Linked DNA regions of Zea mays: region 1 is linked to region 2. A link is a contact called in public Hi-C data. All regions are on one chromosome and are shown on one strand. Each heading gives the region's core, a stretch centred on a gene start, on an enhancer-like site or on the middle of the called end of the contact. The rest is flanking DNA. Distances are from core to core; before and after follow the strand shown. Region 1 holds the start of lox1 (linoleate 9S-lipoxygenase1). Region 2 holds the start of LOC100282317.

The links. Hi-C and Micro-C count contacts between places; a contact is called where the count stands out from the background.
Region 1: a contact with region 2 is called in a Hi-C map of ear, with 3 times the contacts expected there. The contact joins the promoter of lox1 here to the promoter of LOC100282317 in region 2. A contact is called at or near these places in 10 of 25 Hi-C or Micro-C datasets (bundle sheath, ear, leaf and 3 more).

The regions. Positions count from the first base shown.
Region 1 is chr3:173,438,986-173,446,125 of Zm-B73-REFERENCE-NAM-5.0, reverse strand. lox1 (linoleate 9S-lipoxygenase1) reads right to left here and starts at 5,316. Exons shown (of 7, transcript NM_001111533.2): 1 at 5,068-5,316; 2 at 4,456-4,748; 3 at 4,116-4,353; 4 at 3,667-4,005; 5 at 3,477-3,562; 6 at 2,713-3,395; 7 at 1,664-2,630. The coding sequence starts at 5,278. The coding sequence ends at 1,859.
Region 2 is chr3:173,087,931-173,094,374 of Zm-B73-REFERENCE-NAM-5.0, reverse strand. LOC100282317 reads left to right here and starts at 3,178. Exons shown (of 4, transcript NM_001351129.1): 1 at 3,178-3,543; 2 at 4,502-4,560; 3 at 4,917-5,098; 4 at 5,644-5,917. The coding sequence starts at 3,369. The coding sequence ends at 5,719.

The DNA of each region.
Region 1 (7,140 bases), core at 4,067-6,566, 350 kb before region 2:
TCGGCTGAGGCCAGGGCTGAGTCCGAGCCCTGAGGTCGAGCGAAGCGGAGTTCGTCGTCTTCCGAGTCTGAGCCCGAGTCCGAGCCCTGGGGTCGGGCGGAGCGGAGTCCGTCGTCTTCCGGGACTGAGCCCGAGTCCGAGCCCTGGGTCGGGCGGAGCGGAGTTCGTCGTCTTCCGGGCTGAGCCCGAGTCCGAGCCCTGGGGTCGGGCGAAGCGGAGTTCGTCGTCTTCCGGGGCTAAGCCCGAGTCCGAGCCCTGGGGTCGGGCGAAGCGGAGTTCGTCGTCTTCCGGGGCTGAGCCCGAGTCCGAGCCCTGGGGTCGGGCGAAGCGGAGTTTCACATGGCGCCTAGGGGCGGACTTGGCTGCTGTCAGCCTCACTCTGTCGAGTGGCACAGCAGTCGGAGCGGCGCAGGCGGCGCTGTCGTCTTGTCAGACCGGTCAGTGGAGCGGCGAAGTGACTACGGTCACTTCGGCTCTGTCGACTGGAGGGCGTGCGTCAGGATAAAGGTGTCAGGCCACCTTTGCATTAAATGCCCCTGCGATTTGGTCTGTTGGCGTGGCGATTTGGCCAAGGTTGCTTCTTGGTGAAGGCTGGGCCTCGGGCGAGCCGAAAGTATGTCCGTTGCTGGAGGGGGCCTCGGGCGAGACGTAGATCCTCCGGGGTCGGCTACCCTTGCCCGAGGCTGGGCTCGGGCGAGGCGTGATCGAGTCCCTCGAATGGACCGATCCTTGACTTAGTCGCACTCATCAGGCCTTTGCAGCTTTGTGCTGATGGGGGTTACCAGCTGAGAATTAGGAGTCTTGAGGGTACCCCTAATTATGGTCCCCGACAATAACGCTATATAATTGCTCATGTTATCTCTTACATTTCATATGCTTCTCCTTTTATTAACATATACTGCGATGATGAAAGTATGTCCTTCATGACCTTCGTCTGAAGATCATTATATCCTAAGGGAAACAATGTTTCGAAGGACGAAAGGTATTAACATTTAATATTTTTGTGTTGCCTTGTTCTTAACTTATAGCACTTGAAAACAAGTCACCAACAATATTTATACTTAATAATTAATCACTACGGGTTTTCCGTGGGGATCGAGGACGAGAAACAAATTCCCTCTTAAACATTTCGGGTCGGAGCGAGGAATGGATTTCGGAGATCCGGATGGGGACGTAGATGGGGAGCACTCTCTCGGCCCCGCCCCATTGCCATCTCTAGCCATGAATAGTCATTTCTTCGCAAGAAAGATAAAAATGCTGATCTTGGTAGAGAGGAACACGGACCCTAGTAACTTGTTCAAGCTAAGATTGATAGGAGGAAGTTCGCATATTTACCTGGTGGGCCTTTACAGCCCATATGATTAGGCCCGCGAATTTATCTGTTGCTTCACACATCGTACTGTTAACTATCGAGAGACTACCCGCATAACGTAGAGACTTCATAGTTATCATCGTCAAGACGCAACTTTGGTGACGTTGATAGCGGTGAGGATGGCACGGTAAGGATGGCGATTTCTAATTGATGATGAGTGATGATTCACGATTGAGGTCAAGCAATCCGGTGTGTTGGTTATAATGATGACAAACTGTTGAGGTTGTTTAATTTATTGTCTGCATTTAGCGATATTTAAAGTGATGTATTATATAGTGTCAGAGATAGATGGAACACAAAGTAACTTCATTATTGAGGAACTGAATAGAGCCTTATTACAACAGTCCTCACGTAGCGACTTCTGTAAGGAGTACTTGGCTATTTGCACAATACCGCGCAAGTGAGAACCACACTTCACGGAACGGAACGGGGAAACGCAAACAACTAGTGCGACGACCGTACGTCCTCAGCTCAGACAGACAGAACTCAAATGGAGATGCTGTTTGGAATGCCCTTGGCGGTGATGCCGGCGGCGTCGCCCTTCGTGTCGGAGGTGTTGGGGTAGAGCAGCGTGTAGGGGAACTCGGCCGGGCCGTTGCGGTTCTTGAGGCGAGGGTCCGCGTTCATGGTGACGACGCGTTTCTCGATCTCGGTCAGCCGCGCGCCGAACCGCTTGAACGCCTCCTGCGCCTTGGCGTCCGACGTCCACTCCTTGGTGTCGCGCTGGCCGAGGTACACCTCGTCGGAGGAGTGGCTGGACAGGATCTCCAGCAGCGAGATGCCGACGAGGGCCTGGAACTGGCTGGTGATGGTGCGCACGAACACCTTCTCCGGCTTGCGCTCCAGCTCCGCGTACTCGTCGCTGCCCGGCGCCGGCATCGGCTTCCGGCTGACGGACGGGCGGTTCGGGAGGTACCCGGCGTACGGGTACTGCCCGAAGTTGACGGCCGCGTGGAGCGCCGACGCGATCCAGATGATGGTGGTGCAGGCCTTGACCAGCTCGGCCACCGTCTGCATCTTGGGCCACCAGGGCGCGTCCTTGAGGTCGGCGTGCCCGACCTCGCGCGCCTCCTTCCACCACGCCTGCAGCTCCACGTCCGCCCGCAGCACGCCGTCGTTGGGGTAGTAGACGGCGAGGTACTCCGTCACCCACTGCTCGATGGCGTGCCAGATGGCCAGCCCGTCCGACGCGTACGGGTAGTCCTCCACCAGCAGCCGTACCTTGTACGGGCTCGACGGGTCTGCGACCGCCATGCCTCTGCAGATATCGCACATTATTAGTGATTGCAATCCAATGTAAATATTGGGTATTGGCGTCAGCGTCACTGCGCAATGCTAACCTCTTGATTAGGTCGTCAGGGAGAGCCTGCTCTGTGAAGTTCCAGTCCTTGTAGATGACGGAGGACATCTCGAACGCGTACTGGCGCGGGAAGACGGTGGTCTCGAAGATGCCGCCGGCGTTGACGAGCATCTGGCGCGCGTTGGAGTTGATGTTCATGGTGTCACGGTAGTGCGGCAGGAGGAGCTTGTGCACGGGGTGCGTCACGCTGAGCTGCCGGTTGGTGGCGATCACGAACGGCTCCATCACGGCGTGGGTGTTGAGCCAGTGGCTGATGAGCTGGTGCCAGCAGTAGTCGTTCACGTTGGCGTAGGCCTTGGCCAGGTGCCACACCCACGCCTCCGCGCCGGTGGTCGACTTGGGCGTGTACACGGTGCTCTTGGCGGTGGTCAGGCCGTCCCGGAGCTCGGGCAGGCTCAGCTCGATGGCCACCGGCACCAGCGTGCCGTCGCCGCGCAGGAACAGCACGGTCCTGGTGGCGTAGATGAAGTTGCCCTCCAGGCTGTTCACCCTGACCAGGAACGGCATGAAGTTGTCGTGGTGGTCCAGGATGTAGAGCCGGTTGCCGTGCAGCGCCTGCTGCACCGTCAGGCCCTCGAGCTTGTTCTCGAGGTCCGCCTCCCTGATGGTGCTGGTGTGGTCGCCGTACTTGCTCGGGTCAAGACTGCTCCTCGGAGGGAACTCCTGAAAACACGGGCAGAATTAAACTCGAGGAACTTCAGTGCACAGCTGAGCTGAGGTTGAGAACTGATCGTGTTCCCTCACCGTGAGACGCTTGACGAGCATGGGGTTCACGCCGGCGAGAATCTCCCGTCCAAACTCCTCATCTGTCATCCAACCTGTCTTGTCCTCTGCATAGCCACAACAGAACAGTCGAGACGGCATCGGTAACCAGACTCCGAGGAGTTAAAGACAAATTCCGGATTTGCACGAAGAGACGAGACGATCGACCGACCTTTGATGATCTGCGGCATGGGGAGCTTGAGGAGGTAGTCGCCGCCGACCGGGAGGACATCCTTGACGAGCTCGAGTGGGAACTGCTTCCGCAGGTCCTCGAGGGCTGGTATTTTGGGCAGCTGGATCCCGCCCTCGTACAGCTTCATGATGTCCTTGAAGGAGTCGAACTCGCCGGGCGACAGGTCGACGTAGGTGCGGATTGCCGGGATGACGGCGTTCACCAGCGCCTTGATGGCGTAGCCGTAGAAGTCCGACTTCTTGATGTGGCCGAAGCGCTCGTCGCGCGGCACGTAGACGTCGCCGTCGACCAGCGTGAGCCTGCTCTCGCTGTTGGGGTCTGTATGTCGGTCGTACCAACGTTGGTTGGTTAGGACAGGGGGGAAACGAAAGCAGAGAGGGAGGGGGTGGCACGGGGACGCATGGATCGGCCGGGGACGACGCACGTACCGCTCTTGGTGGGCTTCCGCCCGGTGCGGCAGCGGCGCGGGTAGGGGAGCTCCTTGGTGCCGCCGAGGACGGGGCGCGGGTTCCCGCTGTCAGGCAGGCCCAGGTCGTTGTAGACGTCGTAGCGGTAGACGCGGTCGTGCTCCTGGTACGGGCCCTGCTGGTCGTCGCCCCTCAGGTTCCGGAGCTCGTCGTCGCGGTAGGGCTTCAGCGCCGCCGGCATCTGGCTGGGGAGGTACGTCTGTGTACGTAGAGAAGGAGATTGCGCGTGTTCATGCCAGCTGATGACCCTGCTCCTAGGTTGGTTTGCCAATGGACAACGGACGGGCTACTAACGACTCACGTCGTTGGAGAAGAAGACGCGGTTGTAGCGGTACTTGGACTGCGGGTAGATCCATGAGTTGGCGACGAAGACGATGGTGCCGTGGCCGGGGACGTCGTTGAGGGTGATGGTCTTGAGGAAGAACTCGGAGGCGTGGTTGTTCTTGACGATGATGGCGCCCGGGATGCCCTGCTTCTCCACCTCCCAGTCGAAGGTGACGCGGAACTGGTTCTCGCTGGACAGAAGCGGCGGCGGGTTCAGCAGCCACTGCTCCAGGCTCGCCTCCGCGCCCAACTTCCCGCGGTTGCCGTTGTCTGCACGGTGCACGCGCGCGCCGGTCAGCGTCGCCGTCAGACGACCAACGTGTGAAATGCACTACTGCTATGCTAAAAAAACACGGTCCGTTCTTTGTCTGGATCCGGTTTACTGTGCTAGTAGATTTAAAGTGGATTCATCTGCCGTCGTTTTCCTCATTGTTCGTCTCAAGCATCCATCCGTAGATAATTTAATTTTGTCGCTTTCTGTTTTTTTTTCTTTTCTTGAAAACGACATTTTTTCCCTCTTCATTACTGATGCATGTAAGAGAGCTGAGAAGGCAAGGAGGAGGCAGGAAGGGAGGGGTGCTCTGCTCACTAGGGTCGACGACGGTGGAGCTGATAAGCTGGCAGGTGACGCCGCGGCCGAGGAACTCGCCGATGCCGTCGAGGAGGGAGCCGGCGATGCTGGTGACGTCCAAGCCGAGCACGGTCTTGCGCACGAGCACCACGTTGCCCTTGAGGTGCGCATTCTTGTTGCTGCCCGTCAGGTCGCCGATGATGGGGATCTTTCCGATGTTCCCGAACATCTTCGGTTCCACTACTAGGTCTTTGGAGTGGCCTTGTGGGGTATTTGCTGTGTGAGTGTGAGTCGGTGATGGCTGATCGAGCGAGCAGGCCAGCTATTTATAGAGCGGGAGACACAGCTGGTGGCCCATGAAGATATGTTTATATATATCTCACGTCGAGCATCTTTCTTAGAACCAAAACCACGTGTATCACGTCACCATGTTTCAACTACTATACTCCCTTGATAAGCATATGTTCACCAGACAAAATTTGAGTTATTGTAAAGTCTGACCAACAGTTAGCAAAATTATCCAAGCTTTGGACTTATAACTTGTATCAAGACAACTGTGTTTGGGATGCTCTCTCAATGCTGATGCTGCTGCTATTTTTGCAAATCCAAGTCAGCAGGAGCTCACACGTCTGAGGAGGTTCCTTCATATCTTTGGGTGTTGCTCGGGGCTGAGGGTCAACCTGAACAAAATTGAGATCTTTCCAATTCGCTGCTCAGAGAATACGGTAGCTAAAATCCAGCAAAGCTTCCCTGTTAAGATTGCAAAGTTTCTATACCTAGGCCTTCTGTTGCACATCGATGTCCAACCCCTAATCGACAGAATTGGAAGTCGCCTTCAAGGATGGAAGGGGAAGCTCCTATCATCGGCAGGCCGCGAAACTTTGATAAAGACAGTTCTTTCGGCGCAACCTATTTATCACCTCACTATTTTCCCTATTCAAAAATGGTTTATCAAAAAAATTGATCGATATCAAAGAAGTTTCTTATGTAAAGGTATGTAACCAGAAAACGTTTATGGTGGCCATTATTGCTTGGTCAATTGGCCAACAGTCTGTTCACCAAAAGACTTAGGGGGACTGGGCATCCTAGACCTAGAGCGATTCGCTAGGGCTCTGAGACTAAGATGGTATTGGTTTAAATGGAAGCAAACCGAGAGACCCTGGGAAAACTTGGAGATCCCTTGCAACAAAAGTGATAGAGATTTATTCCACGCTTCCACGATTGTTACTACTGGTATTGGCAACAAAACCCTCTTTTCACTACAGGAATCCAGTTAATTCCCGTCGGCTAAAAACCGACGGGAATAACCTATAAACCGACGGGAATAACTAATTCCCGTCGGTAACTGGCTAACTTCCGTCGGCATCAAACCGATGGCCATCAGGTGTCGAGGATAAACTTATTCCCGTCGTTAGCTGACGGGAATAAGTAATTCCCGTCGGCCAAGGACTAGCCGACGGGATAAGCCTTAACTCCCGTCGACCTAGTCCAACCGACGGGAATTGGCCTTAACTTTTGCTGGCCACGTGGGCTGACGGGGATAAGCCTTAATTCTCGTCGGCCTGGTCCAACCGATGGGAATTAACTAGGCCAACGGGGATTAATTTTTAATCCTCGTCGATTTTACCATAGCCGACGGGAATTAACTGCGCCAACGGGGATTAACCTATAATGCTGCAAAAGCACCAAATCAGGTCACTATTTCTCCACAATTGCACACAAAACATATATATCAGCACACAGAACATACACATTACAAACACATGCATTGATAAAATTCACACGTCACAAACTTAAGATCAAGTGTTTACACAAACATTTCAAATACGAGTTAAGATCAAGTGTTTACACAAACATAACGTCAACGAGTTAAGAAACATAGTGTGCACGAGTTCAAGTGTTTAGAGATAACCACCACTTGGGTGGTTAGAGCTTTGACCGTTTCCGCCACCAGGAGGAGGGAACGCGAAGAGGGAGTCAACAAATCCAGTCCCTGCGGGATCAGACCCACTACCACCGCTTCAGGCGTAACCTATGCAAGTTAGCAAATATCAACATTTTTAATACAAATATCAAAAAGTATACAAGTGT
Region 2 (6,444 bases), core at 1,929-4,428:
ATTGTATTTGAAAGAGTAAGAGAGATGACTCCTACGAGAATTAGAAGGACTGGATGGAGCCCTTACCGAGAGTTCAGCTCTACTTGTTGGAGGTCCTAAACTGAGAAGCCAAGCGATTTGGCATTAACCTCGTTTCACTGGGTTGCTCGGCGGGCAGGTTGTTCGGTGGTCCCGCCTCGCTAGGTTGCTCGGCGGACAAGTTGGTCGACAGTTCTACCTCACTGGGTTGCTCGGCGGATATTTGTTCGGTGGGCTAGCTGGTCGGCCTCGTGGCCCGTCCCCAGAGGCCTTTTGAACCTTCCGAGTTGCTTGGTAGGCGAGCCGCCTGGTTCATGGGCCGTCTTTGGGAGGCCTCCGGGTTCTCTTTTGGGTACCCTGTTCCCAGTTACCCAACACTGACTATGGTTGTTCTTTTTTCCTTCTGTTCGCGCTCGCGCAGTTCGACTACCTCATCCCGTCAAGAGGGATGGACACGTGCAGTGTGCTGCGTGGGTGCCATGGACAACAACAACGTGCACAGGGCAGGCATGATGATGAATGGGTTGCCCATCAGCGTGTGCGCACCGGAGACGTTCGACAGATGCGACGGCCACATCCATAGGTGTTTGATGAGCAAGATGCCCGGGTGCATCCGGCACTCGCCTAACCAGGGGACTCGCCGTTGACCAGGTATGACACATACGCGTGTGACGTGTGTGCCATGTCGTGCACGAGCCATCATCCGGTGCAGGCTCAAGTGGGACGTGACCGCTGTCATCGAGTACAAGGGCCTGCTTGCAGCAAGTCGTCGACTACTGTGTCAGAGGCACGATGCATAATATTCGAAGACAATTGTTATCAATAATTAGCCAATATAAACTTTTACAAATTAGCATATCCCTATATCATTGTTTTCGATGGGAGGATGGCATATCAGTATTGGCACATCGCACATCGTGTATCCATAGGAAGACTCGTAATTGATCAATAAAGTTTTGTTGACCAAATGTGTAGCTATTAGACAACATCTGGGTTTGATATATGAATATGTATGGTGTTTAGTTGCTTCTACTACTTTCTTCTAATTGATGAATAAAAAAATGAATTGGTCTTTCCTCCTGTCGGGAGAGCACATCTCATAAAGCGATCCATGTTTAATCACAACTAATACTTTTATACGTGTTGTTTATCTACCGTCGCAACACATGGACAACTAACTAATTAGTGTACGAATTACGGAGGATGGAGCAGGTGAGAGAGACCACGTGCAACGCCCGCAAAGTTTAACCGGACAGAGAGGTTTACGACGAGGATGAGCTGCCTTTATTTTCGTGATAAAGGGAGTACTTAGCAATTAGCACCAACAGTTCCCACCCGTGCTTGGAATGGAACACGCCGTGATGGGGCCAAGCACTATGCCTTTCCGCGCGCAGGAACTTGTCCTCTGGGACCTCTGGTGGGTGTGGCCGTGTGGGCGACGCTGACGGGACGAGAGCACGGGTTAGGACTTCCGCCGTTCAAAGTTCCAACCCGAGGCCGAGTTGGGGCATAGTACAGTAGTCAGCTGTCCACGGACAGGATTCTTCCTGGTCTCCAACGCCCCACTTCAGCAGCCACCAGCTAGATCAACAGCGATGGCTTCGACTTTTTTCTTTTAATCCTCTTCCGCGAGCCAAAGCCAGCTTCTGCCTGCTAGGATAGGGTGTAGGGAAGGAGCACCCGTGTATTGACTTGCTTCCTCGTATTCCAGCCTGCCTGCCTGACGGCCGGCTTTGTCTCGTCACCTTTTTGACGCCCGATCGAGTCACGCTGTTTTCAGGCCTGATCTGCCCCGACGACGCAAGGAGGAAAATTTTTAAAACAAGTAGCCGCTGATGAAGTTGAGAACTTTAGAATTTGTTTTTCCGTCAGAGATGGCAAATCTGACCTGTCCCGCACCGACCGACGCGTGAAAACCGCGAGCTCTCATTCTCTCATCAATCATCATCGATCATGAGACGAGATGCAATCACCGGACACCGACGGCGATATTAATCTATGGTTAGCCGACCCGACGTGATTAAACAAAGCTAGTAGTACAGTGGTGCCAAGGACGGTGTTCAAAACCAGTGGGCTTCCAGCTCTCAAGTCTGAACCCACGCACCTGCACCTGCATCTGCATGGATTACAGCCAGCGGACAGCGTGTGCATCGCAGGAGCAGGAGCAGGAGCCTCTTCGCTGCATCACATGGCAACACGGCGTGCGTGCCCAAGAAGAAGGGCCGAGCCATGTGGACGGTGGTCGGAACATGCCGTGCTCCCAGTTCTGCCTGTGCTTTGTTGCCGCGAGCTGATCAGTGCGACTGACTAGGGATGGCAGTGGGTAAGGTACCCGGTGGACATACGAAGCCATACTCATACCCACTAGAAAAAAATTGACCTATACCTATACCCACTACCTATCGTGGGTACAAAATTACGCCATACACATACCCACCATGGGTAGCGGGTACCCGTCGGGTACTCATACCCATTAACATTACGATAGACATGATTATTTGAATCACAAAAATAAGTACCAGCATAACAAATGTATCGAACCCAACCTAATTTTATCATAGGTTCAACAATATTCAACATTAAATGGCAATATCATGCCTTCAAATCACATAAAACATAGCATTGATTCTATAAAATTGTGGACAAAATCATGCCTTCAAATCTAATTGTTCAATACACAATACTTAATATTTGAATATATTAGCGGGTTCCCCATCGGACAGCGAGTATGGGGCAACAGAGAACATACCTACGCCCACCGTACCCGATGGGCATAACAAATGACCTAATAAAATACTTATGGATATCAAAATCTGTCATATCCATGCTCTAATAGGGTTTTTACCCATCGGGTTTCGGGTACCCATTGCCATCCCTATGACTGACGGACGAGTGGTGATGTTGGCTGGATTTTCGTGATCGATGAGTTCATGATGGCATGGTGTGCTATTGGCGACGAACAATAAACGCACTCAATTTTCTCAGATTTTCACTACACAGATCGTGATGGTCCAGGGCTCCAGGCTTCAGTCAGATTCAGAGTTCAGAATTCAGAATCTATAGAGATACTCTACTAGTCAGTTCCGAGCGGCCGCACTGGACCTGAACAGCGAGCAATGGAAAATTGGGCCGAACCATATCGAGGCCCGACCGTATCTGCATCTTGCATACAGAGAAGGCCCATCTACGCCGCGGACCGCAGGCCGCTTGTTCACGGCTCGAAAGACCAGGGGAAGCCGGAAACCGCACGGCCGGCCTGCCTCTAGTCGTCGTCGTCGTCGTCGTGGTGGTGCTTGCGGCAGCTCCGGAGTCCAGGCAGCACGCTAGTCGGGGGGCGCGGGGGAGGAGATATGGATCGGTCGTATCTCCCCGTGGCGGCGGCGGCCGTCGCCCTGGTCCTCGTGTGCTGCTCCGGCCTCTGCCGCGGCGAGCGGCTCGGGGCGAGGGAGTGCGAGGACCTGGGGTTCACCGGCCTCGCTCTCTGCTCCGACTGCAACGCGCTCTCCGAGTTCGTCAAGGACCAAGGTACGCCCGGATCGTCCCTCCGGCGCGCGACACCACGCACTCGGTGCGCTGCTGCTGAGTGCTGATTGGATTTCCGATCTCAACCGGGAACACGTAGCCGTAGGAGCAGGGAGGGGTCGTTCGGATCCGAAATTCCGAATATGTCAGCTTTCTCATCTCGGATGTGGAATCTGCGAGGAGCGGTTTGACGTTCGCTGCGTATCTTGCAGGCAGGCTTAGAAATCGGATCACTTTAAATGCCAAACCTTCTTATTGAGGGTGGTTACTGTTGAGAGCGATTTTTAGACGACATACCAACCACGACCTAGTTGACGAATCGTATTAAATCACGAGAGAACTTTAGGATTAGCTCACTGAGCATTGATGGATTTCAGATTTCCCCACGATTCTTTTTTTTTGCAGTCCTGATGAGAGGTTCGTTTTTTTTTTCTTTTAATAAAACTTGAAACGGGCAGCGAAATGGATTTCTGGGATTAGTGGAGGCTTTATGAACCTATGTTGATTGGACTAAAAAACTTTAGGTTTTGCTCTTAGCTCAGAAATTGTAGATCAGGTGGTGCTGGTTATGCATTGTCCTCACTATTTGGGTTAGCCCCCTAGTAGCACTCTATACTCTATAGAACTCTGAACTCGTGTTATCCAGATGATGCGAGGCCTTAATCTGCCTTCTATAAAAGCCGAGCAATATTAGTCTTGAAGACAGAGTCAAAGAGCTGAAGCTACCTGCATCAGAATGGACTGGAAACAACCTTATTGTCACCAACTGAACACTTTAATTTGGAGGAATATATTTTGCCAGCTCTGTTTGTTGCTTCTTGCAATATCTTTTGTTCCAGTTGCTACATGACTCCATTAGTCACAGCAAAGAAACTAGGGGTGGACTCATTTCCACATCTGCTATTTATGCGTTATGCCATATGATTGTTTCAAATCTAAACAACACTTTGGTTCTGTGCAGAGCTGGTGGAGGATTGCCATAAATGTTGCACCGAGGATTCAGATGATTCTATCAGCAAGGTATTAACTATGAATCTCCATGAATTGGCATAAGGAAGACTATATCTTTTACCTGCTGTGCCTTTCTTTGTTTTAGGATTTACAGTTCAAGTTTTTATGTTGGTTTATGTCGATACTGAATAGTTATTGGATCTTATAGGGATGACCATACATGTATCATTTTCAAAATGAGTATCGATCTTTATTGGGCTGAAATAATGACATATGTTCAAGGCATTACTTGAATGTTAGAGGCCCTGAATAGCGCCAGTAAATAAGACTTAAACAGTGCTCTTTTTTTGGATGAGCATGGGTCTTAGAAGGTTCTTTAGTTCTACTGGATATAACATCTGACTGTTTGCTGTTGCCTGTTTCAGCTCACATTTTCTGGTGCAATTATTGAGGTGTGCATGAGGAAACTGGTATTTTATCCAGAAGTTGTTGGCTTCCTCGAAGAAGATAAAGACGACTTCCCATATGTGGAAACCCGTTATTCTTATGGTTCGCCACCAAAGCTCATAATGCTTGACAACAAGGGTGAACAGAAGGAGACCATAAGGCAAGTCCTACTTAATTCTAGAGTAAACCTCCAACTATCTGATTTACATTCTTACACTTGTATTACTGCAAATAGTATAAGAACTGCCTGGCTGAATCTTTTTCATATCCTGTCTTAGTTCATTACATACACTTATATATGTTGTCTGCTTCCAATCATCCTTGCTCGTGCAGTAATGTCATGTAGTTCATGTAATACTCTGATGACTGACACGATAGGTAAAGAAATGATTGATTTGTTTGTGCGTGCATGCTTCAAAACATAGTTTTATTGATAGAAACAATGCTTAAGTGTACTTCTACTGGAATGATTCATAAAGTTGCAGTAGTATAGTCAATAAACTAGGTAATTTGCTGAAGTGGCCTGAATTTAACCTTGGCGCATCATTCATCTTTAAGGGACAGGTTTAACTATTGTACTGAATAAATTGCCACCTTTCTATATGCGCGCCAATTGCCTAACGTAGCTAATGTCTGGTAGAAACAGTGTTCTCAATTGTTCATTGGACCATTTACTGAAAATCTGAAACGGGCTGAAATTGGCAGGATTGATAACTGGAAGCGAGAGCACATTCGGCAGTTTCTCAAGGAGAAAGTGAAGCCAGTGAAATTAGACAGCTGAGTTCTTGCGATAAGTGCCTGAATATTTCCAGTTTGACGTTCCAATAGAACCTACGTAACCTGTACCTTGCTACCAAAATCGTAGCTGATGTATGAGATTGGCGTTCTCATATTTACACCTCAAAATGATCGTACGAGAAGCCTGTGTGTGCGGCATACTTTGTAACCTGTTTGTTACTCTTACAGTCAGGTAGTAAGTATCTGGCACTATGATCCGTGAAGAGTAGTTGATGTGCGAGTTGTTTCCTGGCTAATTTCTGGAGTTGTTTTGAGTTAGTCTCTTTTTATGTGACCGAATTTATAAAAAAAGTAGCATGAATACTTCTGAAACCAAATATATTTTATGTACATCTAACTATACTAATTTGGTGTCATAAATCTTACAAAAATAAAAAAGAATAATGCAAACCATCTGTAACTGCTAAGTGTGGAACTTACATTCAGGTGATTGCAATGTCATAAATCTGAACGGGTGGAGACAAGCAAAATAAAAAGAGTTCGCCTCCACTCCGGCCGCTAGAGGATGCACGTCAGCTGCAAGCCTGCAACCTGCTTGTCGGTGCCGACGGCAACCTTGCTGCCGGAATCCGTCGCGGCCGCCTGCGATAGATACACCTGACTTGCTTCCTTTTTAAAATTTAATTAACAAATATTACATAGAAGTATATCTCTTCTACCTAACTTCCAGTTGCATTGGGGGTTGGTTGCGACTAGGGGTGTAATGGA